Linked DNA regions of Dromaius novaehollandiae: region 1 is linked to region 2. Evidence: chromatin contacts called from public Hi-C data. All regions are on one chromosome and are shown on one strand. The core of a region is the stretch at or near the end of the contact, and the rest is flanking DNA. Distances in the headings are between cores, read along the strand shown.

Evidence for each region. Hi-C and Micro-C count contacts between places; a contact is called where the count stands out from the background.
Region 1: a Hi-C map of ovary shows a contact between it and region 2, with 4 times the contacts expected there. The contact joins two enhancer-like sites. A contact is called at or near these places in 3 of 4 Hi-C or Micro-C datasets (brain, liver and ovary).

What each region holds. Positions count from the first base shown.
Region 1 is chr1:65,129,601-65,132,300 of bDroNov1.hap1, forward strand. No RefSeq gene overlaps it. Among named protein-coding and RNA genes, the nearest start is that of CACNA2D4, 8.1 kb to the left of the region's middle. Within about 2 kb of position 1,376, at least 1 of the 2 cell types and tissues checked has open chromatin away from gene starts, as enhancers often do.
Region 2 is chr1:64,992,755-64,995,454 of bDroNov1.hap1, forward strand. CACNA2D4 (calcium voltage-gated channel auxiliary subunit alpha2delta 4) reads right to left here. Exons shown (of 40, transcript XM_064509925.1): 37 at 2,241-2,358. Among named protein-coding and RNA genes, the nearest start is that of LRTM2, 27 kb to the right of the region's middle. Within about 2 kb of position 1,262, at least 2 of the 2 cell types and tissues checked have open chromatin away from gene starts, as enhancers often do.

The DNA of each region.
Region 1 (2,700 bases), core at 126-2,625, 140 kb after region 2:
TTTTTTCACATAAAAATCAGAGATGATCAGTTTCAGTGTGATTAAAGATAAAAGCTGGGCTTTAGATACATTTACCACACATAGATGTAGGTGTAGATAAAACAGTCCATTCTTTCATGAATATTAATGAAAACATGTTTGTGATTTTAGGCAACCAGCAATTGTTATTAAAAATACGCTGACAGTTTTGAAAGAAGAGAGGCTGAAGGAAGATTCCACAAGGCTTCCCACATCAGTTCACCATTTTAAACTAGTCTGCAGTTTGCTCCTGAATTAATCCATAGTGAATGAAAGGTATTTCCCTGACCTGCGACTGTTCAGCTGACTGGCTGGGAACTGACTGGCGACTGTCTTCAGCTCGGGGCGAGGGAGGCATCCGAGCAAGGCAGCGCCAGCAGTGTCTCCTGTAGCCTCTGCTTACAGTTCAAGTCACTTCCCGTCACCCTAAATTGCCTCCAAGTCCATAATTAGCTCAGTCACCTGCCAACCTTCATAGCGCACACGCACGCTCCCTTCCTTCAACATTTGACAGCAGCTCTCTCAAAGAGGAGCTTTCAAAGAGATTTCCCCTCCACTTCAGAGGTTTTAATGCTGTGAGTCTGCCCTGAAAGGATGAAGATACAAATCACGTTGTGTATAGGAAATCATGAAATGCCTTGTTTGATTTCCTTCAAGGAGCATAAATTAGCTGAGGAAGCAAACCACTGCATTTCTTGCAAGAAGTTCATGTTGGTTGTGTAACCCCTTTTGGCCCTGGGCAATTGAGCCAGGAGTCCCTTGTTCTGGCTAACATCTCAGCACATCGGCAGACGTCTCCTCCCCACATGGGTGCTGGCCCATGAGGACGTCAGTCCAAGGGGAAAGAGTGACTCACAAGGATTTAGCCTGCTCTACGCATATATGTAATGAGAGCAAATAATCTCTCTCACTGCTAGAATGTGTAACAGTGTGCAAAGTACATGTCTGAGAAAATCAATATCTAGCAACCTCACTTATTCTGCTCCCTCCTGCTGTTGTTAATATCTGTAGCATGTGTGACAGTGAAGGGAGAGACAGCAGCGACCCGGCAAACCATTTACATGGACCAGGGATAGAGATGTCTACAGCATGCTTGAAGTAAATCTAAGAAATGCATTTGCTTTCCCTTACAAAAACTGGAATTTAATTTTACCAGAATGATAAATAAACAAACAAATAAATGTATGCATACAAATGTAACCAAAAAGAAAATTCTTAATTCCAAGTCATGATCTCTGTCTAACATCATCTGCTGTTTGCTAAAGAAACACATCGTGGCTGCCGGCCTTCTAGTTAGCACAGCACCAAGATTGAAGTTAACATCTTTCTGAGCCAAAGGCACCTAAAGTTTTAGACAGAAGCCAAGCAGTTGTGCCCTGAGGGATTCCTTCACATGAAATCTGATGTGCATTAAGCAGGCAGGCCAGCACTGAAATCTCATTAGCAATGGTTATTCGCTGTAGCTCTGACCTTAGCCTAATTCATTCAAGTGATGCTGGAGTTAATTAGTGTTTTCAGTTTGGAGTGGTTCTCTTCTCTAGCTGCAGTTTAAATCTGGATCTAGTCTGCTCGCCAGGTCTATAAATCCACTGGAAAGAAAAAGCACTACCTGTCTTTCCTTGTACTCTAACATACAGTATCACATTCTGACAGCCACTAAGCTACTTTATGTCTGTGTAAGGCCCAAAATGTCATAGCAGGCAGCAGTGAAATGCATGTGATGTTGTGGCTTGCACACCAGTAATTTTGATGGAGCGCTTCCACTCTCAACAGTTAAAAACCTATTGGACCGTAATGTCTTTGCCCATTTTCAAAGCATTACTTTGCAAGAAACGAAGACCCCATCTAAGAGGTGATGATGGGTGGAGCCAGCAAAGCTGCTCTGGCAGCACCAGGCCCCTGGGAGTGCTGGCAAAATGCTGGTTTGAAGGGGCAGGTCCACACGCTGGTTCTCACTGGATGTGGGTCAGCATTTATAACTGCTGCACCCAACTGGGGGCAGATGGGCAGCAGCATCTACTGGTTGTGACAGGCAGGTCATACTTTCCAGCATACTTTCTAATTTCCCCACACTTTCCAGCTGTAAGATCCAGCTAAGTATCAGCTACCCATGAAGGGCCCCTGTAGGTCTGCTGTAGGGAAATCTGCAACTAAACACAGCAGCTGGGTTTTACAGTGTATGCTGTTACACAACATTATGGTTGTCCCCTTGCAATCTTCAAGGCACAGGGCCACCTCTACCAGGACATTTCACCTGCTCTCATGTTCTAACAAATTTTCCTTACAACATTTGTGCCTCCACCCTGCAAACTGAGACCACTTAGGAGATGAATTCCTGAGCTTGGGCTGTGGCTCTGGAAATACAGGGTCAGTACACAAGGCCCAAGGCCTAGCACTCCTCATCCTCTAGCATCCTCTGGGGATGTAAAGAGTGCCCAGGACTTTGCAAATCCTTTGCTGGGGCACCTCCAAACTCTGCTGTCTTTATCTGCAAGTCCTTGATTCAGCTTTTTCCTGTCTTTAAAGTGCCATAAGCTCTCACTTGTCTCTTAGAGTTTTTCCAGAGCTCTGCTGACTCTTCTCTCTGCTGATCTCTGGCTTCACGTCTACTAATAGCTGCTTTCTCCTTGTCTACATGTTTAAGGCAGAAACAGAAAACGTGAAGTTATTCACTTCCACAGC
Region 2 (2,700 bases), core at 12-2,511:
AGGTGCAGCTGTTTGCCCGTGCATGTGCACATGAGGGGTTGCATCATGTGAGGGAAGGATGGGGAAGTGCCGCTATCAGGCTGTGCAGGAGTTGGAGGACTTGTGTGGGCAGGAAGGCTTGTGTGGGCACAGCAGGGTAAGGGCAGGCATGTGCTTCAGCTGCGTGTACAGTGTTCTCCATATGAGAGAGTGTGTGTGTGTCTCTGTGTGTGTGAGATATGTATGCTCACAAGGCTGCATATGCCTGTGAATGTGTGTTTGCACATCTGCATGTGTGCATCTGCGCACAGAGACTGCCAGTGATGGCACACTCAGGATGCCTGCGCTGGTAGGACTGCAGTGTTTCCACCTTGTACGTGTCTGTGTGCTACCACTCCCACTAACCCTCTCTCAGTCAAGGAGGAGGGTTTCTGGATCAGGCAGTAGAAATAGATTTGTGAGGATGTGCCCCCCTGTGCCAACCATCCTGACAGCCCTGTTTCCCTGGTTATTCACCACTTGGCCGCTCCTTCTGCCAGTCTCTAATGTTTTTTTATATTCAATTTTAGCGCCTCGACAGAAGTGTTGAATGTCACAGTGCAGTGTGTGACCACTTCATGAGTATTCCTGACTGCTGATTACTTTGCGAGCTTTGACAGGCAGGTTTTAACCCATGCACAAACTCTGTGATCAGGATGGAGGCACCCCATATGCAGGACTGAGCCAACCTTTCATCCTGTGCGGTGGAAGTCAATGCCCAGGATGAAGCATGAAGGCTCCTGCGCCATGAGGAACAGCCTGGGGTTGCTAATGTGATCCAGAGAGCCTGTATGCCTGAGCAGGTCTGGGGCAAATGCTACACAGAGCCTGTGGCTGAACTCTCCCCCCCCCCCCCCCCGAGCATCTGCATGAAGGGGCAAAAGAGGCGCACTCAGTATCCAGAACTTGCAATCCAGCTCCACACTTCAGCTATGAAGGAGCTAAGCAGGACTCAGTCGCTGCCGAAGAAGGAGCTCAGCGAAGGTGCTGCCTCCCTCCAATTTTATACAGTAAGGCAGTGAATCAAGCTGGGCACGAAGTAGCAGACATGGGTTTTTGGCCTTGTCACCCTGAGATAATTCAACCCCCCTCCCCCCCCGCCCCGTTCCCACCACTCAGGAGACTACCGTAACCACCAAAGTACAAAAATCTTGGGGTGGAAACATCTGTCAGCTTTCCTGTTGAGAGTGGTTGACGGCGCTGCAAAGAACGCCAGACTCCAGCTGTGAGAAGGCAGCAGTTTGGGCCGGCAGCAAGGCGAGGTCGGCCTCAGGCTGGTTTGGTGGTGGTGATTCATGTGGCGACAGCTTAATGTGTAATGCACAAACTGTTTTGGGCACTTAACTCCTTAGCGTCTGCCCAGAACTTATTTCACCTATGCGATACCTTTTTTAACCAGATCTGCAATCTTTTCTAAAACAGTTTGGCAAGGCCTGTTTTTCATAAAGTCATGCAGACTAGCACAAGCTGTTTTCCTAACCTTTAATTCTTTCCTGTAGTCGATCCAAGACTGAAGTCAGACTGGCTAGGCTTTTTTTTCTTTTTTTTTTTTTTAATGAGGGATTTCAGTTAGATCCATTTTGACTCCTCTGTGCATTTTTGTGTAAGAGTATGTTGGGAAAAGCTGGCCATGGAAATTCACCCTTTCTTCACCTTCCCACACATGATCACTAATGGCGCTAGGCACTTTATAATGGCTGAAAATGATCTCTCTTCACACTGACTTTTCCGTTATTTTTCACTGTTCATTCTCTTAAAATGAAAATGGAAAATAAAAAAGCGTATCCGTTTTTTGATTTCTTTTGGTTTAACACTTTTCTTTTCCCTCCCTCCTTTTTTTTCTGTAGAAAAATAGAAAAGAGGAAAAATACAAAAGGAAAAGGAAAGGTGAAAGCAATGCAAAAAAGAAAATTCTCTAAAGAGAAAACTTTTGCCAAAAACATGAAAAAAACAACAAAAATGGTTCTTTTTGAAATCTGTGGAATGGAATGATTTTTTTTTTTAATGCTCTCCCTTAGTCTACAGCCAGCTCTGCTTGTTAACAGATGGTTTAAATTTTTTCTCTTTTATCCAGGAGTTTCAATTTGGTTGTCTCACCCCCTTGTTGTCCAGTGTGGCTATTGAGCTCTGTTGGCACACTCAGTGACTGCGGCTGTGCGTGTGCCACACGTGAGCTGGGTAGGAGTGGAAACCCAAAATGAAAGGGAAGCCGTAATTCTTACTTTTGGCAATCTCCGCACTCGATCAGCCCATTTGTCTCCTTGATGGCTGGCTCATACACGAAGACAGGGTACTCCGTGTCACAGGGCTGCAAGGTGTCGTGCTTCTTATGCTTGTGAGCTGTGATGGTGAAAAGGAGACAAGATAAGAAATGAAGGTTAGAGGCTCATGAGGTAGAGGTCTTTATGGAGGTGACCATGTAAGAATTTAGGACTGGCCATCTGGGTGGGAGCAGAGGCCCATCCAGCCCTGTGTCTCTGATGTCTCTGTGTCACTGTCTCTGATGGTGGCCAAAGGCAGGTGCCCACCAGAGAGAAAGGAGACAGAGGTGAGAGGCAAGATGCTGTAGAAACTCAGCACTGCAGTGATCCCTGCTCCCACTAGGTGGTGTGGGAAACCCGATCTATGTGAGAAATGTTCCTGAAGTTCCCACTCGGCTCCCTCAAGTAAGGCTGGCCCTTG